Linked DNA regions of Mus musculus: all the other regions are linked to region 3. The links are chromatin contacts, called in public ChIA-PET, Hi-C and HiChIP or PLAC-seq maps. All regions are on one chromosome and are shown on one strand. The core of a region is the stretch at or near the end of the contact, and the rest is flanking DNA. Distances in the headings are between cores, read along the strand shown. Region 1 holds the start of Kcnk12 (potassium channel, subfamily K, member 12). Region 2 has its middle 29 kb from the start of Gm31499. Region 3 holds the start of Msh6 (mutS homolog 6). Region 4 has its middle 3.3 kb from the start of Gm4832. Region 5 has its middle 59 kb from the start of Kcnk12.

Region 1 (2,700 bases), core at 143-2,642, 180 kb after region 3:
TAGAAGCTAGCCAGCTTGGCCTTGGCCTGGGGAGGGGACCCAGGTGAGGCAGCTCTGGATTTTTCCAGCGTGGTCTCAGTCACCTGGATTGTCTAAGAAACCACTCTCCGCCCCCACTCCACCCCACCCCGTTATCTATATCACTAGCAGGATCTTCCCTGAGGCCAATGAAAAAGGGAAGGGGACCAAAAAAATAAAAAAGGAGGGGAGAGCTAGCGGGATATGGTGGGATTATCTGTTTATACCTAGGGTGTTCCTTACTACACAACTTTATGACCCCAGCCAAACTGGTTTCTGCCAGGCAGAGAAGGACCAGCGGCTGCGGGCATCATCCGCTATCTTTCCTCTCCGAGGTAGGGTGGAGGACACTTTCCTAGGGTGTTCCAAAGCACACCACTGTTCCTCCTAGCGAGCTTCTACCCTCCTGGCCCTCCACCGCACCCGGGGTGTATCCAGGCTCTCGTCCCTAGGACTGGTGAGCTGGGATAGCATAGAAGCCACAGCAGCACCCGGCCTGTGATCCTCCTGCTCTGGTGGCCCAGAGTTCCCCACCTGCGCGTGACTCCTCCTCCTGTCTCTATTCCGCAGCGTCCGCACCCTGGCGACACGCTGTTTTGGCGACCGCACCTGCGTCGGGGTAGGGTAGGGGACACTCTGGGGATAGAAGGAAATGCAAGGAGGGTCTTGGGAACACCCCGGTGCCGGGTGAGCAACCTCGCCTACGGTGGAGGGGGGGGGGGTGCACTGTCTGGAGCCTCCCACCCGCAGGCTGCGGCACCGATGCGCTGTCCGCGGTGCTGACGCCGGCCGGTCGCTCGGTCGGGAGGGGGAGCAGACGCCCTGGTTCCCGCCGCGCCCGGAGCTCATAGAGGCTGCCTGTCCTCGGTTCCCAAACCGTATCTTTTCACCCAGATGACTCCGCCGGAGTCCTGGAGCTGCGGTTGGACCCAGGAACAAAAGCGTGAGCAAAGGGAACTTAAATTTCAGGCTAGAGCCCGAGAATCGAAAGTCGGGTTCGGCTCCCGAGGGCCCCCAGTCCCTGAGACCTCAAAGCACCAAGTTGAACAAAGTTTCCCAGTGGCTTGAGAAAGGAAGACATTTCGGAGCCCAAGCGCGGGGAAAGAAGGACGAGGTTTTTTAGCGAGCTGGCATCCAGAACGGCAGTGGGACACCTGCTCTGGTGGGACGCACTGTTGCGGCCAGAACGACCTGGAGGCTTCGCAGCAGCCCAACTCTCCACCCATTCCTCCCTTCCTCACTCATCCCTCCCCAACACTCCGCCCCGGGCTCGGATGACTCCGCCTCTCCGTGTCGGGTAGCTCTTCAGCGGTAGCAGGGAAAGGAAGGGAGCGCTTCCCCGGAGGACAAGGCTGGGCTCTGAGGCTCGGAAGCCGACGCCGCCAGCTCAATTATAGGGGAGGAACAGGACTGCTCGCACAGCCTGCGCCTAGGCGAAACCGATCCCCAGCAGCCTCATGGAACGCTCCAGAGGACTCCCTCTGTGCCCTGCCACCGTGCTCCGATCCTAGGCGTCCGGACTCTACGGTTCACCCTGCTCGCAGCCCGCGGCCTGTCCAGAGTGGAGTATGCGGCCCGGAGCCCCATGGACTCTAGCCACCGGGGGCGCTGGCCTAGCTTCGGAGGCAGGAGCCCGAGGGCAGCAAGTGAGGAGCCGCGAGAGGCTGTAAGGCGTCGGGGCGCGGAGAGTAGCGCTCCAGCCCCGGTGTCCGCTGGGCCGGACGACCGGTGCGCGGCCTGAACGCCCGGCAGGAGGCGGATCGCCCTGCCGTCCCGGTTCCGGGAAGACTGCAGGGGGGCTCCGCTGCGGCCCCTGACCTCTGGCCACCATCCTCACGCTCCTGCTCCTACGGCGGGGATGTCACGGCCTCGGCTCCGAGCGCCGCCCCAGCCCCGGGGCTGAGCTGCGGACCATGTCCTCCCGCAGCCCCCGGCCCCCGCCCCGCCGCTGCCGCCGCCGCCTGCCGCGCCCCTCCTGCTGCTGCTGCTGTTGCCGCCGCTCGCACCTCAACGAGGACACCGGCCGCTTCGTGCTGCTGGCGGCGCTCATCGGCCTCTACCTGGTGGCGGGTGCCACCGTGTTCTCTGCGCTCGAAAGCCCGGGCGAGGCGGAGGCGCGGGCGCGCTGGGGCGCCACGCTGCGCAACTTCAGCGCTGCGCACGGCGTGGCGGAGCCCGAGCTGCGCGCCTTCCTCCGGCACTACGAGGCCGCGCTGGCCGCCGGGGTCCGCGCCGACGCGCTGCGCCCGCGCTGGGACTTCCCTGGAGCCTTCTACTTCGTGGGCACCGTGGTGTCGACCATAGGTGAGCGGCGCACCCCGCGCGTCTTTCCTCTGCGCGCCTGTCACTCGCTGCCCTTTCCACGGATCGGGGACCGGGCTGGCGTCCGCGGGATCCTCCTTTCCGTATTGATTTTCCTACTTTTGTCTCACTCTCTGTCCTCTCTCGTCCTCCTACTTTTCTTTCCTGCATTCGGAGCGAGGGGTTTGCCCGAATGGACCATCTCTAGCTCTTTCCAATCGGCTAACACTCATTGACTGTGTGTCAATCAAGAGCCAAACACTTTGAAGGCTCCTTGTTCAGCCTCTGCGCCTTAGTATTGTCCTCTGTAAGAGCGTATGTGAGAATGTATGTCAAGGGCTGCTATTTCCTACCCAACCCAGCCCTTACTATCCTCAGGAA
Region 2 (2,700 bases), core at 72-2,571, 220 kb before region 3:
AAATCAAGAACCAGTTGGGGAACAGGGTTAGCATCAGAACCTCTTCTTACAGTTTAGTCCATGATCATGGTGGGAAGCATGGTGGCGTGCAGGCAGGCACTGGAGTGTAGCTGAGAGCTACATCCTGATCTGTAAACAGAGTGAGAGTCTGACAGTGGGCCTGGAACCCCTGGTGACACACCTCCTCCAACAAGGCCACACTTACTCCAACAGGCCACACCTCATGTAAACCTTCCCACTCTCTGATGACTAAGCATTTGAATATATGCGCCTATGGGGGCCATCCTTACTTCAGCCACCACAGTATCATGCCCTTGAGACCCATCACATGGAAGCATTCCTTCCTGGTGATGACTTTACACCTTATCTTTACCTTGTGCCATTTGAACAGGATCTGGTGACATCGATAGCAGAACTCAGATATATTTGTCCTTAGCAATATCTGAGCTGTCTTTGAAGATGCCTAAAGTTTCAAGGCATCTGAGAACCTCCCCTTTCAAAAAGACCAAAGTTCCTTTCAAAGAATAACTCACACATTAGCAAATAACTTTAGTGGGCTTTGTCTTGGACTCTTTTCCCCACTTGGCCCTTCCTGCCTGGAGCTCCATTCTGCGAGCTCAGCAATAATTTCTGTAAGCCTGGAAAAAGCTGATGTCACACCCGTCTGCTCATAGATAACTCCAGTTCCCATGCCCACTACAAATAAGTCATAACTTGCAAACACAGGATACTAATTTTCTTTATGTTATCAGTAATGAACCTCAGATCCAAAATCCATTTGAGGCCAGCAAGATGGTTCAGCAGGTAAGGTCTCTTGCTGCTGTTCTGTCAACACCAGTTCCATCCTCAGATCCTACATGACAGGAAGAGAGAACCAACTCCCACAGAGTTGTCCTCTGATCTCTGTAAGTGTACCATGGCAAGACTACACACACGTTGTGTGCACAAGTGTACACACTAAATAAGTAAGTAAATAAATAAATGTAATTTCAATTGTTTAAGTAAATCAGTTTTATTTTCTAATAACTAAACACACCAGTTTTATAAGGTCCGTCTGCTGTAAGAATAGTCTCCATTTGTTGCCGTAGCAGCCAGCCAGCCTTGAGAAACTTCAAGGATGAGGTGGATTTGGGTTTCAACTACAAAATAGAGCTCTGGCCCTCACTTCTCATCTTTCTACATCTGAGTCTTATGACATGTACTATTCATCCTCCATCCCTCAGCCCCACCAGATGCTACTTTGGGCACGCCTGTACCTTCTCAGAGGTTCCAGACTGCGCAGCTGTCTTTCTACCCCCTTGGACAGGAAATGTCTACAAGTCTTATGATCTCACAGAAAACAAAGTCCGCACTTCCTCTTTCCATGAACCGTTGTTTGTATCTAAGGTCCTATGAGGTGACTATGGGGGAGAGCACATGACCCCATAGCATCCTAACTCTTTTCCAGGTGCTTCTCCTACTCTTGTAGTGCTTGACACGTCTCAGGTGGAAAGAAGGAAGAAGGACTAGCTGGAAGCAGCAGCCACTATTCTATTCTAAGCCTTCCTTACTTCTTCCTGGACTTAGGGTTTTGAAACAAAGTGTTACAAATATTCTCTCTCTCTCTCTCTCTCTCTCTCTCTCTCTCTCTCTCTCTCCAGTCTCTTCCCCTGTCTTCCACTTCTTGACCACAGAGGGAGTGGTTTGGGGGGGACTGTTTGTTTTTGTTGAGACAGGGTCTCTCTACACATCTTTGGCTGTCCTGAAACTCACTTTGTAGACTCTGCTGTCTCAGAACTCATAGAGATTCACCTTCATCTGCCCAGGCGATGCCAGTTGACCATGACTAAAACTTTGGAACTATGAACAAAATAAGACACACCTCTTTATAAGTTGATTAGCCTGAGTATTTGTCACAGTGACCTGAAGCTGGCTAACAGAGGTCACATGAAGAGAGAGAGAGAGAGAGAGAGAGAGAGAGAGAGAGAGAGAGAGAGAGAAAGCAAGAGAGAAAGTGAGCTTGCAATGGTATTCAATGGTGTTCCTGCAAACCAAGAAACTTGAAGGGTTGTTAGCTATACCAGAAGCTAAAGGGGGAGGCAGGATTCCTCTACTGCATCCTGAACCACTTGGGTCCCAGAAACCTGACCAGAGCAATCAGACGTAAAGCAAGAACAGACTCTTGTACAAAAAAAGCTAGAGCCCAGTAAGCTGTTTGTACTCTGAGGGTGCATCCGCTATGAAATGCCATCCTAGAACCTCAAGAGTATTTCTTGTGATTAGCACTAAGAGGGGTTAGCTAGTCTCTGCGAGACGTCTCTGCAGGTGAGCACTCTCTGACTCTAAACATCAGAAGGAGGAAGCAACAATTGCTGGATAACTGGAACTCGGGCTATTCCAAAAGCTGTTGCCTGCACATGGGATATGTTCTACTAGCTGGGCTGCCTTGTCTGGTCTCAGTGGGAGAAGAAGCACCTAGCCTCGAAGAGACATGAAGTGGGGGGTGGGGGCACACCCAGGGGGAACTCCACCTGTTTGGAGGAGAAGGGAGGGATGAGGGAAGGATTGTGGGAGGGAATGACTGGGAGGGGGACAGTGCGCAGGATGTAAAGTGAATAAGTAAAAGAAATTAAATTTAAAAAAAAGAGTTGTCCTCTGCAAGGTAGGCAGAGATGCAGACTGTGTGTTAGTGTGTTAGCTAGCCTTATATTAAGCTGACAC
Region 3 (2,700 bases), core at 113-2,612:
CATTCTTCCATAGGAACCAGGTTTGATTCCCTGCACCCACCCAGTAGCTCACAATATCTCTAACTACAGAGGCTGAGGTCCTCCTCTGGCCTCTCTCAGGCAGCGTGCATGCACATGGGCACACATACATACACGGAGGCAAAATACACCTCTGTGTTTACCTGTGTCTGAACTGTGTCCTTTATAGCCAAAGGGAAGGAAAGAAATTAGAGATCCAAAATCATTTTCTCTGCCCCAGGAGCATACGCCAGCTCTTCCTGGTGCCCAAGCTGAAACTCCAGAGTACTGGACTCCAGAAAGAACTCTTTACATTTTAAATAAGTCGCTGCACACTTCTTAATCCCAGCAGAGGCAGGTGGATGTCTGAGTTCCAGGACAGCCAGGGCTACACAGAGAAACTCTGTCTCGAAAAAAAATGAAAATAAATAGATAAAATAAATGTCTCTAGTCGTTCCTACAAACGACAGCCAAATTTACAAAGTGCGAGTACAACTCCAGGCAAGTTTCCCCCAGTAAACCTTCTTGCCCAGGGCTTGCCCAATACTCCGAAGACCCACTAACTGCGAAAAATCTCCCGCACTCTTCCCTCCTGTGAAAAGGTGGGTTAAAAAAAACTGTCGTCCCAAGCCGGAGCGCCGCTTTCACTATCTACAAACTTCCACCTGCAACCCGAGTTTCCTCCCACCGTAGGCTCGCCACCCGGAGGAGCTCCCTGCCCGATCCGATCCGCCCCGCCCCCTCAGGCCGCGGATCGCAGCAGGACACCCACCGTTCCCGCTCCGGCCACTTTGGGGGAGGGTGTCTCCGTCCCCGAGCCTCCCGAGCCTCCCCACCCCCACAGTGGGAGTGCGCTCGCTTGCTCGCAGCGTCCCCCGAGAGTCCCGGGCACCGGCCCCGCTTCTCCCGGGCCGGCAGGCCGCCCCTCCTCCCGCCGCCTGGCACGGAGCAGCCTCCCCCTCCTTCCGGGAGACCCGCGCGCCGCCGCAGCCCCGACCGAGCCGGCTACCTGGGAGGCACGGCCTGCGCGGAGGAGGAGGCCCTCCGCAGCCCTCCGTTGAGATCCTTTGCCTCCGGCGACGAGGCGGATACCGCCGCGGACCGGGACCCGGGTTCAGCCTCGCTCCAGGCCGCATCCCCGCCGCGGGAAGCGGAGGCTCCAGAGGCAGCGGCACCTTGGCGTGAGGCCTCGGCCGCGGCCTTCTTGGTGTCGCCGAGTGCCGGGGACTTGGGGAAGAAGCTGTACAAGGTGCTTTGTCGGGACATGATGAAGGCTGACGGGCAGACCGGGCCACGGCTCCGAGCGCCTACAAGGATCGCATCCACCGCGCGGCCGCCGCTGGCGGGAAAGTCGGGAGGAGGCGCGTCCTACCCGAGCATCCGTAGCCCAGCGGCCAATCCGAAGGCGTGTCGGCCTGCGCGGTGGGCGGGGCCCCGCCCGCGACGTGCCCTGGCGTAGATGGGCGGGGCGGGGCGGGCCCAGCCCCCAAGCTCGGGTTGGCGGGCCTTGAGACTGAGCCTTTGCAAAGCAGTGGAGCTCGCGGTGGCTACCCGGGCAAGTATGCACCAAGAAGACGGAAGTGGCTTGCGCGGTTGCTGGAACGGCGGGGTGCACCCTGCGAGAAGCCGCGTCGAGCTCGCTGCGGAAACACCTGGCCCTGCGGGCGGTCCTGCGGTTGGACTGAAAGGAGCTGAGAAATTGGTTGTTGCTGTCTGCCACGTACGGTGCGTTCGCAGAGCATTGTACAGAGCGGCACTTGTGAATGCCAAGTGCAAGAACAGCTATCCACAAAACCAGCTACCCACAAAACTTTCCTTGGCCCGTCACTGCCTCAACTAGTTTACGCCTTACTATATGAGATGGGCAGTTAAGGTCCAGTCTTATCTGAGCCCTTTAGCATAAGTGTGCAGAATTTTTTATATTTTAGAAACTGAGATTGCTAAGGTAATGTTGAGCGTCAACGCTTGGGCCCTAGCAACCCTAACGAGCTAAACTCCCACTCATCCTCAGTAGTCGAATAATAGAGAAAATAGCAAAAAAACAGATTTTTTTTTCAAAGGGCCACATTAGGAAGATAAAGTTCAGCCCCCCCCCCCCGGAAGTTCATCTTTGGGGGTACTGACGTGAAGTTTTGGTTTAAACCGGGCGACGGGAACCAGAATGGTCTTGTAAGAGGTGGTCTGACCCACCATAATCTCTGCTCCAGACTGTCCTACATGGGGATTCAACGAGCTTCAGATACTTGAGAAATCTCTTTCCAGAAACCAAGTTCTTCCTCTACACTAACTCGAAGCTTTGTCTTACCCCTTCCCACCAAAAAATTCCTGGAGAAATTCCAATTCTTTGGAGTCCATTATTTCAATTGCCTGATAGCCAAAGGGAGCCAAGTGTTTCTCCTCAGAATGTCTTCCTGCCAGGTTGATTACAGGGCGTTTTCGAAAATTGGAGCTCCTATTCAAATTCAAGAAATTGGAGCTGAGCGCGAAGGTGTGTGCCTTTAACCCCATTGTTCCAGGCAGAAGCAGGTGGATCTCTGAGGTCAAGGACAACCCTGGCTACAGTTACAAGACTTGCCAGGGTTTGTTACACGGAGAAACCCTGTCACAAAAAAAAAAAAAAAAAAAAAAAACCAAAACAAAAAAAACAACTAAATCAAGAAGGAGAGAGAGAGAAATTGGGAGACTTAATTCAGCTCTAAGTAA
Region 4 (2,700 bases), core at 92-2,591, 150 kb before region 3:
GACTTTATGCCAGAAACACAGAACCAGGCATGGTGGTGCATGCCTGTGTCCCAGCACAGTAGGTAGAAGCAGGAGAATGTCATAGAAATGATGGGAGAGTTTCCCGCATGTGTCTCTAGAGCACTGATAGGAACTGTAGTAAAAGATAGACGCCGAGAGAAACCCTTGAGCCTACGATGCCGCCATAACTGCCCGCAGACTCAGGTTCTTGACCAGCATCCGGTCCTCCTGTGTTCTGACAGCAGGGGGGGAGGGTTGGGGGGATAAAGTTGAATGACAGGTGGTAAAAACAAAGTCACAGCTCCTAATAGCTTTTAGCGAGGTCAGCCATACCCGTGAAAGACTGAGTCTGCAAGCCACAGCTGCTCCCTACGTCCTCTAAGCTTCCCATCTTCCAAATCCTCTCTCACCAGTCTCCTGCCCCAGCAAGCACAGCCTGATCCACTTAGCTCTTGAGCCATAGGCTCATAGTCCCTTCCAAAAAGAGAAGGGAAACCTTGAGCTTTCTTTCTATCGGGGTTAGGATTGCAACCCCACTCCCCTCCCCCTCTGCTCTGGATTACTCTGGGGATCAACTTCCAGGTTGGAAACTACTAGCCTAGCTTTGTCCTAGAAGGCAAATCAAACAAGCAAGCCGCTGAGAACTTTGAAAAGAAATGAGATCTTTCTTCCCGCAGGAAGAAGAGAGGCATGGATTCCACTGTGTTGCCTTTCTACCCAGCTCCCTGGTGGTGTGGCGGCTGGGATTCCGTGCTTTCGCCATTTCTACCCAGTCTGAATCACACTTGCAGATTGACACACATGGAATCTTCACAGACTCCATTACATTAATCCTAGAGAGACGTGCCGTGCCTACAAACTCCCCCATAATTGCCCATGTCATGTTCTCTTTCTTGAAGCCAAATGCCCTACATGTCACCTTAAGAGAGGGGTATTGGGACTGGAGAGATGGCTCAGTGGTTAAGACCACTGGCTTCTCTTCCAGAGGACCTGGGTTCAACTCCCAGCAACAACATGGTGACTCACAACTGTCACTCTAGTTCCAGGGGATCCAACACCCTCACAAAGACAGACAGACTGACAGACATGCAGGCAAAAAACCAATGCAAACAAAATAAAAATAAATAAATAAGAGAGAGGGTTTATTTTGGCCTGGGGTTTTAGAGGGTTCAGTCCATCATGGCAGAGCTACGGCAGATACTACGTGGAGCTGTTCAGTTTACAACGTGGTGAGCCAGGAAGCAGGGTATTAGACAGAGAGCTTCGAGGAGTACACGAGTTCCACCTATGGTGGTCTGAATGCTTGGCCCATAAGAAGGAGCACTATTAGGAGGTGTGGTCTTGTGGGAGGAAGTGTGTCACTGTCAGGGTGAGCTTTGAGGTCTTATGCTCAGAGTCACTGCCCAGTGTGGAAGGAGTGCCTCCTCCTGGTTACCTGTGGAAGACTGTCTTCTGGCGGTCATGGATTGGAGACGTACAACTCTTGGCTCCTCCAGCACCATATCTGCCTGCACACTGCTATGCTTCCCAACACAATGATAATGGACTAGACCTCTGAAACGATAAGCTGGCCCCAGTTAAATGTCGTCCTTTAGAAGAGTTGCCTTGATCTTTTCACAGCAACAAAACCCTAACTAAGACACCACCCAAGCAGCTGCCCCTGCAGATTCCCTCCAGCTAGGTCCCACCATCCAAAATTTCCATAGCTTCCCAAAATAGAACTAAAGCATGAGCCTATGGCTTTATATCACATTCAATCCATATCAGTCATACTGGTTCCCAGGTGCTATATCATATTGGACTTAGTGAATGACCAAGCTAACCCTGAATGAAAATCACAAGGTAGATGGTGGCTCTTGTCCCTTCTAAAGACCTCTCATGTAGTAAATCTATGCCTTTGTCCTTGACCCTCCCCCAGGAAGTAGAGAAGAAGCTGAGATGGATGTGCAAGTCCACCACATCAGGGAAAACACAAGAGTACACTGTTTCCTCTGAGGATGCTAAGGATGGGAAGCCAGAGGCCAGATGACACAGCAGACCAGGGTGGCTAGTCTCAAAAAAGCCTTCATAGGGGCTGGCAAGATGGCTCAGTGGTTAAGAGCGCCAACTGCTCTTCCAAAGGTCCCGAGTTCAAATCCCAGCAACCACATGGTGGCTCACAACCATCCGTAACGAAATCTGATGCCCTCTTCTGGAGTGTCTGAAGACAGCTACAGTGTACTTACATATGATAAATAAATAAATCTTTAAAAACAAAAACAAACAAAAAAAAGCCTTCATAGCTGGGAACACCTGGGAGCCCATGACTGAAGCCAAAAGAAGGTCAGGGGTTTGGGGGATCATAGAAAGCCATGGCAAGTAGAGTCAGTTCAAAACTGGGAAGAGAATCTGGCTATAGTAAGTCACACATAAGCACAGGAGACCCAGTACTTGTAAGGTTAAGGAAAGAGGATCGTATTTGTGGGTTTCTCCAGTGAGTTCAGGACAGGCTTGGCTACAGAGTAAGACCCAGGTTTTGTTTTGGTTTGTTTTGTTTTTTGGTTTTGGTGGTGGTGGTGGTTTTGGTTTTTTGAGACAGGGTTTCTCTGTGTAGCCCTGGCTGTCTTGGAATGCACTCTGTAGACCAGGCTGGCCTCAAACTCAGAAATCTGCCTGCCTCTGCCTCTCAAATGCTGGGATTAAAGGTGTATACCACCACTG
Region 5 (2,700 bases), core at 14-2,513, 240 kb after region 3:
GCACGTGTCTAGAACTTTCAGTTAGATTGTCATTATTATTTCCAGGAGGTGGGTATTTTTTCAGGGAAATCGAGATAAGGAACACACACACACATTCACACTTACACACACACACACACACACACACACACCCTCCCGTTGCCCAGCCTCTGACCATACCAGAACCAGAGACATTTGAGCTTAAACATTTCTGGCATCTCTGAGCTCTAGCCAGGGTAGGCCTGACATTTCCTGCTTTTAGCCAAGAAAGAAACTGGTTACTTTTCTTTGGGGTCTTTTTTACCCTAAACTTCCTAACCAGTTTCTACCTCCTTTATCATCTTCCATGCATCCTAATCCATGGCCACACCCACCCTTGCTCCACCCACCTCTCCTGGCCCCACCCGCCAAAGTCTACAAACTCTCCAGCATCCTAAACTCTACCCCTGCTGACCGCAACCAACCAAATGTACCAGCCTCTCCCTTCTCCTTGTCTACAGCAGGGACTTTCATGACATTACATGATAAAATGGAACAAAAAGTTTAATCAGGGATGGAGACATGATTAGAGGTTAAGAGCAGTTGCAGAGGGCCAAGATTGGATCCCAGCTTCTTGGAATCCCAGTTGCTTACAATTGGCTGTAACTCCAGTTCCAGGGACCAACGCCCTCTTCTGGTCTCCTTGAGCACTGCATACACATGATAAGAATAGGCATGCAGGCAAAACACTCACACACATAAAATAGAAACAAATAAAAGAAGTTTCATCAAACCACTGACTCCATACCAGTTTTTGCCTTTTGTTTTAATGCTAGAGAAAGCTGCTCAATTGGTTCACCATCTGTGGAGTCACACTCCCTCCCACTTAAAGCACCCTGACCAGTAGCATTTCTGGAAAGTTGGCTTCTAACAGCCTTGTGTCCAATTAAGACCATTAGCTAGGCTAAAATTCTGGACACACCTGGGCTTCAGTCACCCACCAGCTCTGTGTTTGATGAGGGTCTCCAGCTGTGGCCCAGCTGTGTGGAACATACATCTCTTCATTGAATGATTCAGGTGACCTTTCGCTGCTTTTCAGGTCCTAAGACCTCGTGATTCCTGAATGACATTTTAGGAGTCCAACGGCGAATGCCTAGGTGGAATCGCTCACCCTGCCTCCTCTGTGGTTGGTCACCTTTCTATGAAGATATCTGTGTTCCTAATGAGTACCAAAGAAAAGGGAACTTAGCATGCAGCAGGTCAGGCTGCTGGACAAGAGACTTGTAGATTTATCATAATTACAAAACTTAATGATGCTTCCCCCTCCAGTTTGTCCTGGGCCGCAGAAGTTAAGGGCTTCTCTAGTTTGGGGTTATTGAATCAGAGGCTGAGGGAAAAGAATGAGAAAACGAGTTAGCGCGGCAGACCCTGGACTCCAGGCTCTGGCGTGTCAGCACAGGCGGGGAGGGTCTGTAGCCACAGTCACTTGTGGATGCTGGGACCACTGAAAACTTGTGGTCACTCCAATGCTGCAGAGAAAGCTTTCACACTGAGTCCATAGGAAGAGGAGGCTCCAGGGAGCCTACTCACGGGCAGAGGGAGCGGCACTGAAGACAAACAGAGGCAGGCTCTTTCCAGAAAGGAGCATATCGTTCGCGCCTCAGGTCTGGGGTGACAGAACGAAGATGTGACTGAGGGTCAGCCTCATGAAAGGCTTCGTAAGCCAAAGCAGTTTCAGCTCATCCTGTAGAATGTCAAGGGAAGAAAAGTCTGTGGAAGGGAGGGGGGCTTGGCCGACAGAAGCCATGACTGTGCCCGCTTGTGGGCAGAAGTCTGAGAGAAAGATCAGTGAGGCAGCTCAGGAAGTCGACACATCAGGTGACAAGCCTGAAGATTCAAGCTCAACCCCACATGGCAGACAGAAAGAATCGGATCCTGCAAGCTGCCCTCTGACCTCCACGAATGTGTCACGGCAAACATGTGCACACACACACACCAAATAAACACAATCCTAACAAAAATTGTAAGTCCAAGAGGCCCCAGGTTTCAGGCTAAGTAGGTGGCTGGAAGTGAGACCACATGGAAACTGAGAACCCTGGAGGACAAATAGGCTAAGCCAGGAAGGACAATGAGCTCCATTAGGGAGATGCTGGGGTTTTCCATTTATTTCTTTCTTTCTCTCTCTCTTTCTTTCTTCCTTCCTTCCTTCCTTCCTTTCTCTCTCTCTCTTTCTTTCTCGCTCTCTTTCTTCTTTCTTTCTTTCTTTCTTTCTTTCTTTCTTTCTTTCTTTCTTTCTTCTTTCTTTTTTGAGACAAGGTCTTTATTTGTAATCCTGGCTGTCTTGGAACTCACTATCCAGTCCAGGCTGGCCTTGAACTCACAGAGATCATCTGTCTGCCTCTGCCTCCAACCACTGAAAGTAATGGTGAATGCCACCACACCTGGCAAAGAAGCTAGGTTTAAGGAGTAAGGAAGTGTCCCAGAAAGAGGTTTCCCCTTAGCAAAAGCTAGCCTTGTGGTCTAAGCAAGGCTAGTAATGTGAGGGTTCTCAGCTTTAGGAGACAGATGAAATCATCTCTCCCGTGGTCCTCAGCCTTCTGAACACTGTGAAAGGGTTGTCCTGGCGTGTTCCTAAAAGGTCAAAGCAGTTGAGAACTGCTGAGAGCTTCTCATAGCTGCTGAGAGCCCAACAGTGTGGAAAGGACAAAGAAGAGTATCAGATCCCAACAACTGGGGAGTCGA

The links. Hi-C and Micro-C count contacts between places; a contact is called where the count stands out from the background. ChIA-PET counts read pairs in DNA pulled down with a chosen protein or histone mark. HiChIP or PLAC-seq counts read pairs in DNA pulled down with a chosen protein or histone mark.
Region 1: a contact with region 3 is called in an H3K27ac HiChIP or PLAC-seq map of embryonic stem cells, with 11 read pairs. The contact joins the promoter of Kcnk12 here to the promoter of Msh6 in region 3. A contact is called at or near these places in 5 of 39 promoter capture datasets (embryonic stem cells, neural stem cells, stem cell-derived epiblast-like cells and 1 more), 4 of 484 Hi-C or Micro-C datasets (LSK cells, embryonic stem cells, granulocyte-monocyte progenitors and 1 more), 13 of 115 datasets of contacts at active chromatin or transcription factors (embryonic forebrain, embryonic midbrain, embryonic stem cells and 3 more) and 1 of 9 other capture datasets (adipose tissue).
Region 2: a contact with region 3 is called in a Hi-C map of B cells, with 10 read pairs. The contact joins the enhancer-like site here to the promoter of Msh6 in region 3. A contact is called at or near these places in 1 of 484 Hi-C or Micro-C datasets (B cells), 3 of 115 datasets of contacts at active chromatin or transcription factors (bone marrow-derived macrophages, embryonic stem cells and pancreatic cancer cells) and 1 of 9 other capture datasets (adipose tissue).
Region 4: an RNA polymerase II ChIA-PET map of memory CD8 T cells shows a contact between it and region 3, with 8 read pairs. The contact joins the enhancer-like site here to the promoter of Msh6 in region 3. A contact is called at or near these places in 7 of 39 promoter capture datasets (the C10 cell line, the HPC-7 cell line, liver and 2 more), 9 of 484 Hi-C or Micro-C datasets (B cells, Th1 cells, Th2 cells and 4 more), 6 of 115 datasets of contacts at active chromatin or transcription factors (the 230-238 cell line, CD8 T cells, bone marrow-derived macrophages and 3 more) and 1 of 9 other capture datasets (liver).
Region 5: an HNF4G HiChIP or PLAC-seq map of pancreatic cancer cells shows a contact between it and region 3. The contact joins the enhancer-like site here to the promoter of Msh6 in region 3. A contact is called at or near these places in 1 of 39 promoter capture datasets (frontonasal cranial neural crest), 1 of 484 Hi-C or Micro-C datasets (embryonic stem cells), 17 of 115 datasets of contacts at active chromatin or transcription factors (embryonic forebrain, embryonic stem cells, forebrain and 3 more) and 1 of 9 other capture datasets (embryonic stem cells).

Annotation. Positions count from the first base shown.
Region 1 is chr17:87,796,686-87,799,385 of GRCm38.p6, reverse strand. It overlaps Kcnk12 (potassium channel, subfamily K, member 12), which reads left to right and starts at 1,392. Exons shown (of 2, transcript NM_199251.1): 1 at 1,392-2,322. The coding sequence starts at 1,932.
Region 2 is chr17:88,189,577-88,192,276 of GRCm38.p6, reverse strand. No RefSeq gene overlaps it. Among named protein-coding and RNA genes, the nearest start is that of Gm31499, 29 kb to the right of the region's middle. Within about 2 kb of position 1,321, at least 70 of the 459 cell types and tissues checked have an H3K27ac peak or open chromatin away from gene starts, as enhancers often do. A contact at or near this core is called in B cells and bone marrow-derived macrophages, where this site is marked.
Region 3 is chr17:87,973,712-87,976,411 of GRCm38.p6, reverse strand. Msh6 (mutS homolog 6) reads right to left here and starts at 1,362. Exons shown (of 10, transcript NM_010830.2): 1 at 1,007-1,362. The coding sequence starts at 1,263.
Region 4 is chr17:88,120,877-88,123,576 of GRCm38.p6, reverse strand. No RefSeq gene overlaps it. Among named protein-coding and RNA genes, the nearest start is that of Gm4832, 3.3 kb to the left of the region's middle. Within about 2 kb of position 1,341, at least 3 of the 459 cell types and tissues checked have an H3K27ac peak or open chromatin away from gene starts, as enhancers often do. A contact at or near this core is called in memory CD8 T cells, where this site is marked.
Region 5 is chr17:87,737,969-87,740,668 of GRCm38.p6, reverse strand. No RefSeq gene overlaps it. Among named protein-coding and RNA genes, the nearest start is that of Kcnk12, 59 kb to the left of the region's middle. Within about 2 kb of position 1,263, at least 14 of the 459 cell types and tissues checked have an H3K27ac peak or open chromatin away from gene starts, as enhancers often do. A contact at or near this core is called in pancreatic cancer cells, where this site is marked.